Regions from separate parts of the Gossypium hirsutum genome. Here regions 1, 2, 3 and 5 are each linked to region 4. A link is a contact called in public Hi-C data. All regions are on one chromosome and are shown on one strand. Each heading gives the region's core, a stretch centred on a gene start, on an enhancer-like site or on the middle of the called end of the contact. The rest is flanking DNA. Distances are from core to core; before and after follow the strand shown. Region 1 holds the start of LOC121219439. Region 2 holds the start of LOC107887176 (phosphoethanolamine N-methyltransferase 1-like). Region 3 has its middle 12 kb from the start of LOC107887175. Region 4 holds the start of LOC107887196 (leucine-rich repeat extensin-like protein 3). Region 5 holds the start of LOC107887865 (serine/threonine-protein kinase 11-interacting protein).

Region 1 (2,700 bases), core at 81-2,580, 770 kb after region 4:
CCCTTTTTTTAAATCTAACAAAATAAATCAAAATATTCAAATAAAAATTATTATTTAATTAATCATTAACAACCAAACAAATTTATTTATTATTACTATTAAAATAAATTTCAAAACAAAAAATTAAACAATATCAAATTTGTCAAAACCCCTCAAATTTTAATTTTTAAAGAATTAAAAACAAAAATACTTTGAAAAAATTCTCACATTACATACATGTGACTTAAACCCAAGACCAAAGATAAGCTACCAAAGAGTTAGCCACTAAACCAACAAACTCATTTTGCTCCTAAAGCATGAAAATTAACTTAACAGTCCTACTGAACCACTAATCCAACCAACTAGCCTGAATAATTCTAACCTCAATTTTGGGGCGTTATAATTAAAGCCTACGCCTTGGAGTTGGATCAAATGAAATCCATTACAGAATCTAATATTAAACCAAGGGAGGATTTTTGCAGACCCCCAGAACAAGGCAAGATTAATTTTGATGTAGCATTCTATCAACAGGAAATGAAAGCGACAACATGAATCATTACAAGAGATCAGGATGGCTTTGTTGTGGGATCTAGTACTTACCCACTAGGAAGAACTGGGGATCCGATTACAGCAGAAGCGAAGGCTTGTCTTGAAGTTATTATTTTCGGGGAAGAAATGGGCTTTCTAGATCTGGTTGTGGAAGGTGATGCCCTAACCATTATTAAAAAAATCAAGTATGATTTAAAAGATAAATCGGTTATAGGCAACTTAATTGATGAAATAAAGAGGAAAAGATCCAGCTTTGTTCTCTTATCTTTTGAATATACCCCTCAAAATACATATGAAGCAACACATGCCTTAGTAGGACGAGGACACAATCTATCTGACCTAATCTACTGGATGGAAGAGGTATCATCGGAAGTAGAGCCTATCATTGTCAACGATCATAGAAGGGTTTTGGAATGTTAAAGGAGTTGTGTTACCATTCTGAGTTTGGTGATGGTGTTTTTAAAGAAAAATGGTACATATTTTCTCCGAAGAACTCAGGCTTTGGAGAGGTCTGGTATGGTTTTCGAAGAACAATACAGTGATGGAAGAAACCAGATGGCTCCGGTGATAGTTGCAGATGTAAAAAAGAGGAAATGTGTTTAGGAACCCAAAAGGGTTAGAGGTTTTTGTTATTAGGTTTTATTTCTCCTTAGGTATTAAGTTTTTTTCATTTCTTTCTTTAATGATTTAGGAAAGCCCAAGGTACCACCTCGGTTGCTAGTAATATTGCGACAGCTATTGGGCCAACTGTTGTTTAGCCATTTAATTTGTGGATTTCGAGTTACCTCTTTAAAGCATATTCGTTTTCTGTTTCAATAAATAAATAAATAAAATTTTAAGAGAAAACAATATTTTTAATTTTTCCTTAAATTGTTGAATGATTTTGGTTTTAGATTTAGATATATGATTTTTGACATGTTGTATATAAAATATTTGTGTTGGACTATACAAGATTGAGTTTAGGTTGGATCAAGTTTTTGACTTTCTCATATTGTAATGATTCGGTTTGATTTTCTATTTTTCCATATTAATTTTGAGTTTTTGAACTTTAACAAAGTACGCTTTGTTTTATGACTTTAGAAATATTATTTGATTAAATTTCAAAATCTTTTTCATAAATATTTATATAAAAAAATTGAAAGTAAATAAAAATAATATTGTAATTTTTTAAAAATATTTAAATCTAAAAGATTTGCTTCTACATCATATAAAATAGAAATAGAAATAGAAATTGTCTTAACTTCATTTGTCAACACCAGAATTTTATTTTATTTTTTCAAAGATAAGCATCATCTTTTTGAATACTCTAAGATAGTACAAGAAGTATTAACTATATAAAGCACAACAAAAATCAAAGAGAAGAAACATTAATGCAAGGATGTTTTCTCTTGATATTCTTTTGTATGGTAAACTGCTTTCATGCATTTTAAATGGATTCATAAAGCTAAAAACTCATTTTAGACCTTCAGATTACACTAACAACATATATATTTTTTTAGATTATTTTAAAAATGATTTATCAAAATATAAACCCAAACCAATTAAGTTTAAGATTTTGTTATATCAAAATAACAATCTAATTAGAAAAGGTTAGATATTTTGTGACAAAATAAAGTATTAAAATGGGTTTTGGGATCTTGAGGAAAGGGTGGGTATGAAATGCGCCAATGAGTAGTCCAGATCTGGATCGTTGGCCGTCATTGCCTGGCTAGATTCGGAGATTTGATGCCTTCAATAAATATAAAACTAGTTACTTAGTGCAGATATTACATTTTATTTGAGACTTTAATATTCTCTCACAACTTTTTATTCATAAAAAGAGTTTAAAACAAAACATAGGCAGTGATACCTTTTCTTGTACCAGTGTCTGTCCTATTATCTTATTGCACTGTCTGCGACATGGTATTTGTCATTTTATAGCCCTATCTATTGCCTCTTAAAATATTATCTATTGGATCTTAAAAAATATTAACAATTTCAGTTTGAAATCATGAATGCAGCACGCAAATGTTTTTATATTTTTTATTTGGTATAATCTCAAACTTAGCCCTTAGTACTTACATTTTTTTGTCAATTTGGTCCTTTTTTCTTTAGCAAAATTTGGCCCTTAACCTTTTTAAAAAAAAATCAAATTTGACCATCAAATTTTTGAAAAACAGTTGAAATAATTTT
Region 2 (2,700 bases), core at 120-2,619, 660 kb after region 4:
AAATTTGAAAGCCAAAAATGGGGTAGCCGAATTCAGCAAGTAAAAAAAAATTGAAATCAATAGCTAATTTGCCCCTAAGAACTCTCTTTTTTTTTTTTCCATGTTATTGAAGAAGAAGCAACAAAAATCACCTCTTTATCTGAGAGATACATCAACAGCCAGTTTGAGAAAATCAAGTCCAATGATCCTTCTGTAAAAGCCAAATCAGGGGAAGTGACATCCGCACAGAGGAATTTGACGTTCTTATAATGCCCATTGATGGTTTCATTCTGCAATTAATGAAATCCAGTCAAGTCCCTTATTAATTAGCAAACTAAAAATTTTCTGTCAGGTTGAGTTTCAATGACCTTCTTTATAACATTCTCAATGAAGTCTAATGCTATAACATGACCAGCCTTCTTAGCTAAGTCACCAGTAAATCGACCAATGCCAGCTCCTAGTTCCAAAATGGTTTTCCCTTCATACGGTGGGAGTAAGGAGAGCACCTGCAAATATCAACAATGAAATTTAGGAATCTAAATAACAACTGAAGTTTAAAATTAAGTACAAAAGAACAGCAGCAACAATTAAAAGGCAATAATAAGCATAAATGCTCATTAAACTATGGTTTCATGATAACAACTGAAGATATTCATAGATAAACAATTTTTACTTAAATATGAAAGCCAAAAAGGAAATAAATTTAAAACTGTAAATATAGTTAAAAATGAACTTGTTAAATTAACTTAATGAAGAAAAAAAAAAACAATGCAGAAAACAAAAAGGAAGGAAGAAAGGAAATATTACTTCGGGACGTTCCTCTTTGTCAATATCAGCGGCTTTGGAGTCGAGCATCATAGCCTCCACCGTAAGATCAACCGAGTGTTCAATCCAGTAATTCTTTTGAACTTTGCGTTCATCTCCTACAAATCCTATATATAATTTACAGAACAATCAAATTTTAAATTTTCTTCTTAAATATTAGTTAAAGGTCGATGAGAGATCCATGTGTGGGTTCGCAAATGTTGATTAAACAATGTCAATCCATTCCAATTGTCCTTTGGTTCTAAGTTGAAAAAAACAACGCAAGAAATGATCAATATGAAGGTGGAGATCTCACCGTTAGCCGCCATGGTTAACAGAGAAGATCTCTAGTGAGCTCTGAGAGGAATTGATTTTTTTTAAGATATTTTTTTTTATTTTTTAATGGGGAGTGAAAAGGGGAACTAAAATCCTTCGACAGCAAGCCGAGATCTGGAGAAAGACCTTGATCTACGGTTGTTAGTCCTTCCTCTCTGTTGCATCAGACACAGAGATGCAACCTAAGCCAAATTATTGATACTACTATTACTCTCACTCTCTCTCTCACACACAGCAATTGCCAATTTCTACTGCTTCTGGTGCGGGAAACTGAGAATGCTTCATCTCGCCTTTTATAGAGTAAGGGCTGGGGAAATGCTAGACCTGATTATAATTTGGGTCGGGTCGGATCAATGCATTATGTTAACAAATCTAAGGCCTGTTTAGGTAGACGACAAAACAAATCAAATCAAATCAATATCAGAAAATCGTAAAAATACTGATTTGTATAACCGAATCCAAATTTATTACATTCAACTGTATTAATTTTGCTTAATATATATATATTACTAACACTGAATCCATTGCCACAAATGTAAACTGACTCAATCAATTTTTTCTTAAAAAAAACTTATTATCTCCATAGTGTTCAAAATTTTATTAATATCATTTTTTTTGTTAAAAAAAAGCTTAAGCTCCTAATATCTCGTTTTAAGATTTAAATTTTATAGTTTTTTTAAGTGGTATAAATATTATATAAATATATCAATCACAAAATAAAATCAAACTATTACTTTACAATCATATTAAGAATTGCATAGTCAACAAATTAAATTAAACTCATGACAGTTGCACATAGTGGAACTTCGAGATCCATGCATATAATTGCAAATGACTAGTCTCAAACTAGAATAATCAAAGCTCAAGGGCTTCGCCTTTGCCAACTGAACCAAGACTTCATTAGCTAAAGCCAATAATTAGTTTAGAGATGGCATAAAAGAATTTATTATACTTAAAAAGCTCCTTTTACTTTTAATTTGGGTTAAAATGTGCTCTTAGTACTTAAATTTGTATAAATTTGAGATTTTAGTTTAAAAGTTAAAATTTTAATTTTTTTTATTTTCAATTTAAAAATTCTAATCTAATTATTATTGTTGTTGGTAGTTTTCTGTCAAATTTTTTTAATTTAACATGTTTATTTTTTTCAATCATATGATACATTACATGAATACAATGTGATTAAAATTTTATTTTTCTAACTCAATCAAATTCTCTCAAATACCAAATAAATTTTAACTCCACAAATGGTCAAAGTGTGACGACAAATCAAGCAATAAAATAGCTTAATAGTGCCATCTGTTCAAAATTTCATTCGATAAGGGTAGAGTTTGAATAAAAATATTAGTTTCAAACTATGTGTTTAAACAATATATATATACACAAACACGTTTGAATAACTTTAATTTTACATAGTTTTACACCCGTATTGATGAATCTCTTTCTAGATTTTCATATATTTATGTACTATATGAAATTAATTTATAATAATATATGATGATATTGTATTGTAAATATTAAAAAATATATGTTAAGCTTTTATATTTAATATTTTTGATAAAAAATTATATTAAATTATTAAAT
Region 3 (2,700 bases), core at 161-2,660, 640 kb after region 4:
TCGACAATATAAGTATAAACTAACAGCATAGATGAAAGAAACTTGTCGTTTTTCAAATCCTTTACCTCAGATTCCAGTCTTTTTTTTTCTTCCTTGGCTTTAAGCTTTGCAATTTCCTTCATCTATTCAACCTGCAAATCAACTTAGTAGTCATTACCAAGTGAGCTTACAAAAACAAGAGAAAAAAGGACTTTTGAGTTCTTGGCATCTAATGGAAGAATCAACGAAAATCTGTCAGTATGTTCATAGCAAGAAAACCCACCTAGAACACAACAAGTACCTTGCGGCTCGCAATGTCCTTGGCAATCTCCCTAGCTCTCCACTCATCAGCTTCTCAGTCAGCTTGATCAAATTGTTCATGATCCTAACATGCATAACAAGCTGAAAATATTAGCTATTTCCCACATAGGCCAATAGGGGAAAAAAAGAAAGATAAGGAGAAAGCTTACAATGAGAAACCAAGAAAAACAACCTTTGCAAGCAATTCTGCAATTCGTTTTTGTTTTCTTTTCCTCCAAAGGTTATTCCTTTTAGACTTCTTGATTTTATTGGTCAGACTAGCTACTGCTGATTTCTCCTCCCGCGGGATCCCTTCATCTACAACATATCTAAAGGGCTCTAACAGAGCTCTTAGCTTTGACATCAATGCATTCGCCTCTTCCACAGACAGTAGCTCTTGAGTTTCTAAATCAATCCTCCTATCTTCTAGATACTTCAAGAACTCAGAAACAGAAAGGTCCATCGACCCATCTTTTATCATCATCAGTATTTCCAACTCCTTTTGCCTAAGGAACCAATCGATTTTACTTGCAGTTAAAAGGAAATTCAAAAGCATACGGCACTTATAGTTGATATTAGCGAACTATATAAGAAAACAAAACTAACATACACGGCGTTGGCAAGATTGAGGGTATCTTGCAATTCTCTAAGGGATCACGCACATTTCTGGTCTCCAAAAATGTACTCGAATTCGGAGGTTCCGGAAGTAACATTGGGAACCAAGGTGGAGGCGGCGCGGGTTGGAAGTGAACCGGATTCATTGCTAAATATGAATTAAAAAATTAGAGATGGGTTCGTATAAGGAAAACAATAAAACAGAAAGAATATCAAAACTCGTACCTGCTTTATATTTTTCTTTTTGAAAAATTGTTAACTTCAAACCCTAGCACAAAGACACGAGATTTTGGGACGAAAGATGGTGCTAAAACTAAGGATATGGAGGAAACACCAAACATTTACGGGATTTAAGTGGGATGAATTAATAACAGGATACCTAGAGGTTTTATTCAAATTAGAGATGGGTTCGTATAAGGAAAACAATAAAACAGAAAGAATATCAAAACTCATACCTGCTTTATATTTTTCTTTCTGAAGAATTGTTAACTTCAAACCCTAGCACAAAGCCACGAGATTTTGGGACGAAAGATGGCGCTAAAACTAAGGACCTGGACTCTGGAGGAATACCAAACATTTTAGCAGCGTAAAATTGGGGATTTAGGGGAAGGGTGAAAATAAAACATGCCGTTTCGATGGAAAGTTTTTTGCAGCATTCTTACAAAAACGCCACTGTATTTCAAAGTTTTTGTGCTAAGATTATCATTTTTTGAAATTTTTATTTTTTGAAATTTTGAATATTGATCTTTTTAACTGATATATGGAATAAAATATTAAATATTAAAATTTCAAGTTTTTAATTTTTAATTTTTAATTTTTAATTTTTAATTTTTTTATTTTTAAATTTTTAATTTTTTTGAATATTTTTATCATTTTTAAATTAACATATAAAAAAATAGTATCATGTCATGTGAATTACCTTGTAAGTTTTCACGTCAATATCATTAAAAAATTAATTTTACAATTACATTCCTATTAAAAATGAGATTTAACATTTTTTAAAAAGTAGAAGGTTTTGGTTCAAAAAATAAGAATCAAATTGATAAAAAATATAAATATTGAAAGTTAAAATTTAATTACCATGATCAACTCTTTTAGGAATTAAATTGATAGATGGGAATGGCATGGTCTAGTATTGTTGAAAGGATTTCTTTTTTCTTTCTTTTTTCATCAACATTATTCTTTTAAGTATGGTCCGCATTTGTTGTTTAGATTTTTATATAAATGGCATTTAATTATATGTATACACCTAAATTTTGATAGAGATGCATCTCAGAATTATATATGAATTTCGGTTTAATATGTAATTGTATACTTGAAATTCTAATTATGGTTTAAATATATAGTTGAAACTTAATTTTGATTTAATTATACACATTTAAAAAAAATACATCAATATATTTTTATATTGAATAAATATAAATATTTATGTATGCAATATATAAATATAAAATGATGTTACATCAATAATTGTGTTAATAATGCAATATATAAATATAAAATAATGTTATATCAATAATTGTGTTAATAATGCAATATATAAATATAAAATAATGTTATATCAATAATTGTGTTAATAATTTACAAGAACTTGATCAAATTAAAGTTCATGTATGCTTTTGGGATTTAACCCATTTTGATATATATATTTTTAAAATAATAATTTATATTTATCTTATTTAGATTTATATTATAAAAAAAATCCAAGATACACAAGTTAAGTAGTTCACCATTTTTACCCTTAAATCCTAAAAGTTAAACCCTAAACTACAAACACCAAACCTAAAAACTCAAACTATAAACTCT
Region 4 (2,700 bases), core at 132-2,631:
TAATTAAGTTTTTAATCTAAAATTTTTTTAAGTAATTTTATAAAAAGAAAAATATTGAGTGCATAGTAAAGTACATTACATTTTCAAGCAAAAAATTTAAATTTGAACTTTAGATATTTAGATATAACATTATTAAGAGAAAGAATCACCAACTTTTAATCTTTATAAACAGTAAAATATACATAAATGATACATTAATTAAACCAAAATTTAATAATTTTATCTTAAGTCCCTTTGCGTAAAGTTACTAGCTTGGTCTCTACTTACCCCAAACTGATGCCCATATAGAAGGGCAAGTAATCATGTTGATGCATCAGTATGACACGTTACATCGATGCTTTTTTTTTTTTTTTTTGCTCTGAATAAATATTATGCTAAAATATGCAGCAAAAGGGCACATTTTTACGATCTCATCAGTCGTAAAACTTTCTAAGAGGAAAAAAAAACAGTTGTAAAACTGCCTTTTTCATTCTAATATTCCAATTAGTGAAGACTTTTATAGAGAGGGTCCAACAGGGTATGTTCAACATACCAAAAAAAAAAATGCTTTGCACAAAGCTTAATCCTCCCTCCCAATGGCAAAATCTCAGCTTCATCTTTGATTAATTATCATTTGGACTCTTAATTTTAAAAGCACTTATTCTTTTTTATATTTTTTCGGATTTACATTCAAATATAAATATATATACAATTAAACTATCATTTATTCATTTTTCATATTTAAAACTCATCATAATCCAATTCTCAGGATGATTCAAATCATAAAAATTGTGAGAAAGTGAGAGCTTTGAGTAGAAAGCAAGCAAGACAAAAGCGCAACCAAAAACCTTCACTTTGATTTTTCCCAATATGAAAGCAAGCATATATGCCAAATTTGCATCAACAACATGAAATTTTTAAGTTAGATCAAAGTGAACAATTTCCTTTAATCTCTTTATATTATTCTTTAATCTCTTTATATTATTCTTCATATTTATATTTCTAAGTAAGTACTCATTTACATAATTAACTCGAGCCGAGCTCGAGTTTAATTCCAAATTCGAGATCTCTCAAGTTAAACTTTAAAAACTTAAACTTGGTTCAAGATAAAAACCAAATTACTCGAACTCACTCGATTAGTAAAAAATAAGATTTAATTCTCATGCTCCGATCTAAAGTCGATTATTTATGCTTCAAGCTTAAATTCAAAATTAAAATTTTTCAATAATGTGTTGGCTTGTCATTGGAGTCAAATTTTAAAATATTAAACAAATTAAATTTAAATGTTAATTTTTTCCTAATCTAAACAAATATGTCATTTACATCCAAGTTACAATAAAGGTAGATACTCACGAATCAAATCTTTAATGGCCAACATACACAGTTGTCTCCTTTGGTTGCCTTCATATATGTCTCAATATCAGTCTTCTGCTCTTTGAATAGTCTTTGAGTGATTTGGCATTGCTGAAATTGAATCATGGAAAACAGGCTTTGCATGTACCTTCTCTTTTCAACAATGGCGGCCACTCTTTTCGTGCATTGCGGTAAGCTGATTTCTGCTACATTATTGTTTTATTTAAGTTCTCATTTTTACCATGTCAGTAGGGCAAATCCAAAGAGGGATCAAAATAAAATTATAATTTTTTTAGAATTAAATGTAATTATATCATTGCATTAACCTACAATGTTATTATTTTTAAAAAGATTTGTAATATTAATATTTTACCCTTATGACAAGGCCATGCCCCTAGTACTAGAGGTGGGTAAAAGTATTCCATTGTTTTAGTTTTTCACAGTCCAAATGTTGCATGGAGTATATTTAGTTTGCTTCGCCTCTAATGAATATACAAACTCGCATCATGTAATTATGTCTTCCTCAGTAAACGAATATTTCTATTTTGTTGTATAAATGTGAGACATTAAGTAGTCATGCCATGTTTATGCTCTAGTATTGGTATTATAAGCTTAGTTGTTTTAAACCCCAACATTTGCAATCTTTTCATTTATTCAGGGTGATATATATTCTTGGGGAAGGGCAAAAATGTTTTGGGATGATTAAATGTAAATCTAACAGTTGTTTATTGGGCAGACGCAAGAAAATCAATGGAACATATCAAAGGTCCAAAACATCAAAGGAATTCAATCATAAAGCACACAAAGAACTTAGAGCTAATGAGTAAACTTATGAGTTTAGTGATTGAACAACCCACTGATACGTTAAATACTCAACCTTATGGAGTAAGCTCAACATTTTCTTTGCCACCATTTGATTCTTTGCCCCCTGAAAATTCACATCCTTACTGTGTTAACCCTCCAAATACCCCTCAACCTCCAATTGGAACCTCACCTTCCCCACCCTCTCCCTTTTACAACTTTCCTCCTCTTGGCCCACCACCAAGCCCACCCGGAATAGTTCCAAACCCGCCGATTATATTTCCAGGCCCACCCGGAATAGTCCCGAACCCACCTAGTATTTTTCCAAGCCCTCCACAAGCAATACCAACACCAGCAGGTTACATACCAAGCCCATCGGGGCCAGTATTGAGCCCGCCCTATTACGAGCTGACCCCACCATATAATGTTCCATCACCGTTTGGGTTTAATCCAAGCCCACCAGAGTTTCTACCGCCAATTGTATACCCACCCCCAACGGTTCTACCACCTCCCAATAGGGCTCCAACCACAGCATTATGGTGTGTGGCTAAGCCATCAGTGCCTGGC
Region 5 (2,700 bases), core at 22-2,521, 850 kb after region 4:
CAACATGCTATGATGATCAGTGAGTCCAAATAAATCATACAACATCCGTCTTACTTCGTTGTCAACGTCCAAACAACTCCTTTGAAAAATTGATTCAACACAATCATATGTTTGATTTTCCATTGCACTAGTTTTCACTCTTCTTCTTTTCCCTACTATCACTCATTAAGATGAAATATAAAGATTACAAATTGATAAACACTACTAAAGAATTTTTTTTAAAGAAAGAAAGACATCGTTCTTATGTTTCTAACAGGAAACAATTCATTTTCATCCGCCTTTTTTGCACAGGTAATAATGCATTATGGAAAATGTAATAAAACATTAATTTCAGTCTCCACAACCATCGTTGTGATAAACAATCATTAATAACATGTTTGGGAAGGAAGCTTGTTAAAGTTGTGACCCAAATTCTTATTAAAGAAACAATATAAAGGTAAAACTAGATGATTTGTTGTACGGATCAAGTTGCACAAGTAGAATCCATATAAAATTACTTTCTTCTATTTGATATTGATTACATAAGTAGAACCAATGTAGAACTACTCTTTTTATATTTGACATTGATTAGAATAAGGTCTTTTAACTTTTAAATAGATATAGTTGAAAATTCCTCTTATATCATTCGATTTTCAATTTTAGTAAATTTTCTTCTCCTCTACCCGTGGTTTTTTTCGAAAAGATTTTCACGTAAAATTTATGCATTTTAATTTCCTTTCTTATTGCTTTGCAATATTTTTATGTTGAATTTTAAAAAAATGAACCGTTACATGGTGAAGTAAATGGAGAGAAATACGTGCATTCACATATCCCAAAATCACTTGAAGGGTAAAAGTATCATTTTGTCGAGTCTAAACATGAAAGAGCTCTCGTTAAAAAATAATTTTGATTCAAAATAATTTTTTAATAATATTTAACATTCGAAACTGAATTTTAAAATTGAAAAATAGAGAAATTAATTTCTCATTTATCGAAAACTACAGAGATTAGTATATTTTCCTCTTTAATAAAACCCTATTTAGGCAAAAATAAGGATCGAGATGGGGGCGGCAAATGGCAAATGCAAATCATGCAAGGTCTATTGTGCTTGTCAAGGAGGCAACTGCAAGTAAGAGCAGACAAACATCTGGGGTGGACCCCGCATTTGTTTGGATTTTGGAGGAAGCCGACAATGGAATCACGTTGTTTGGAATTGGATTCCCCATGTTGTGTGCATGTGCGCCAGGTGTCTCTATTTCCCTACGCACCATATTTCACTTCCCAATTATTTGACCTTTTTCCCCCGAACCAACCAAAGCCAGAACATAATGAACCACCTCATCATTCTCAAGGTAGGCTACAACCGTCCTTTTCTATTTCCTGCTATTCCCCTTATCATTTAGTGATTCGTTTCTTCCTTTCAAACCTTCCTTCATTCGCATTCTTCAAACTCTTTGTTCACTTATGAACTTTGGAATATGACGGTGTGGGTGATTTTCTAAAACTTGATGCCAATGGCGATCGTCACAAGGGGTCGCTACCTTGAGAAGCTGTTCAAATTCGTTGACAACCAAGCGGGGCCTTTGATTGATGGAACTAAGGTTCTGAAGCTCAACCCGGCGGGGCTCCATTACGTGCAGTCTCGGCTCCAAGCGTTGCAGGAGCTCGACAGACTTCTAGTGGGAGCTCCAGTTGACTATCTACGTGCCTACGTCTCGGACCTTGGGGACCACCGTGCGCTCGAGCAGCTTCGGCGGATACTACGCCTCCTAACCACTCTTAAGGTGGTATCTGCCTTGCTCCCTCCTGTGCGTGATCCCACGCCGCTCTCGTTGCTCCCGTTTGGAAGACTGAAGGTTCTGGAACTCAGAGGGTGTGATTTGTCGACCTCAGCAGCCAAGGGATTGCTTGAGTTGAGACATACTTTGGAGAAAATTATTTGTCATAATTCAACCGTGAGTGGTTTGCATTATTTTCGAAGGAGAGGAAGAATTAATGACATTCATTCAGTTTTTGTGATTATAAATCATAAGATCTCCCTCCCCTATTTTCTAATTCCTAACTAAGGACCATTTAAAGTTATTAATTATATATGGGTACTTTACACAAATTTTTTTCTCAAGATCAATATTTTTGACATATGTAGGATGCTTTGCGACATGTGTTTGCCAGCAGAATTGCTGAGGTAAAGGGCTGTCCACAGTGGAACCGCTTGTCCTTTGTATCGTGTGCATGCAATCGCCTGCTACTAATGGACGAGTCGTTGCAACTTCTTCCCTCTGTTGAAACCCTTGATTTGAGTCAAAACAATTTTGCCAAAGTTTAGTGAGGTAGGAATAACTCCGATTTTTACTTGACATTTGATTTTGATTTGATGCTGAAAGATTTATCAAATGGGGCTTATAGCGGGTATCATCTTCTCTAGCATGTATTTTTCTGCATACTACAATTGTTATTGCTTCCCGTTATTGCTTCCCTATCCTGTTTGCTTGTAATTGTGCAATTGTCCGTATTTAAACATTCATTTTCGTCAGAGTTTCGTGTTTGTTGTTACTTTCATGCGCATTACTTGAGTGCTTTGATTTTGCCTTTCTTTGTTATTTCCCATTACACTTCTCTGTTTAAATTACTTATAGACATTCATTTGAATATTTTTTTCCTAGGTAAAAACTCCTCCTAATAATTTCTTAGTTTGCATGCTCTATATCTGAATTTTTGATA

The links. A called contact is a pair of places that touch in the nucleus more often than the background predicts.
Region 1: a contact with region 4 is called in a Hi-C map of leaf, with 2.4 times the contacts expected there. The contact joins the promoter of LOC121219439 here to the promoter of LOC107887196 in region 4. A contact is called at or near these places in 6 of 34 Hi-C or Micro-C datasets (hypocotyl and leaf).
Region 2: a Hi-C map of leaf shows a contact between it and region 4, with 4 times the contacts expected there. The contact joins the promoter of LOC107887176 here to the promoter of LOC107887196 in region 4. A contact is called at or near these places in 8 of 34 Hi-C or Micro-C datasets (callus, hypocotyl, leaf and 1 more).
Region 3: a contact with region 4 is called in a Hi-C map of leaf, with 1.6 times the contacts expected there. The contact joins the enhancer-like site here to the promoter of LOC107887196 in region 4. A contact is called at or near these places in 5 of 34 Hi-C or Micro-C datasets (hypocotyl, leaf and petal).
Region 5: a contact with region 4 is called in a Hi-C map of leaf, with 3 times the contacts expected there. The contact joins the promoter of LOC107887865 here to the promoter of LOC107887196 in region 4. A contact is called at or near these places in 8 of 34 Hi-C or Micro-C datasets (callus, leaf, petal and 1 more).

What each region holds. Positions count from the first base shown.
Region 1 is chrA03:48,326,861-48,329,560 of Gossypium_hirsutum_v2.1, reverse strand. LOC121219439 reads right to left here and starts at 1,330. Exons shown (of 2, transcript XR_005916205.1): 1 at 580-1,330.
Region 2 is chrA03:48,434,569-48,437,268 of Gossypium_hirsutum_v2.1, reverse strand. It overlaps LOC107887176 (phosphoethanolamine N-methyltransferase 1-like), which reads right to left and starts at 1,369. Exons shown (of 12, transcript NM_001398424.1): 1 at 1,100-1,369; 2 at 787-911; 3 at 348-485; 4 at 132-269. The coding sequence starts at 1,112.
Region 3 is chrA03:48,453,336-48,456,035 of Gossypium_hirsutum_v2.1, reverse strand. It overlaps the pseudogene LOC107887174. Among protein-coding and RNA genes, the nearest start is that of LOC107887175, 12 kb to the right of the region's middle. Within about 2 kb of position 1,410, at least 6 of the 9 cell types and tissues checked have an H3K27ac peak or open chromatin away from gene starts, as enhancers often do.
Region 4 is chrA03:49,095,147-49,097,846 of Gossypium_hirsutum_v2.1, reverse strand. It overlaps LOC107887196 (leucine-rich repeat extensin-like protein 3), which reads left to right and starts at 1,381. Exons shown (of 3, transcript XM_016811364.2): 1 at 1,381-1,523; 2 at 2,069-2,700. The coding sequence starts at 1,457.
Region 5 is chrA03:48,249,136-48,251,835 of Gossypium_hirsutum_v2.1, reverse strand. LOC107887865 (serine/threonine-protein kinase 11-interacting protein) reads left to right here and starts at 1,271. Exons shown (of 8, transcript XM_016812086.2): 1 at 1,271-1,934; 2 at 2,126-2,304; 3 at 2,405-2,462. The coding sequence starts at 1,488.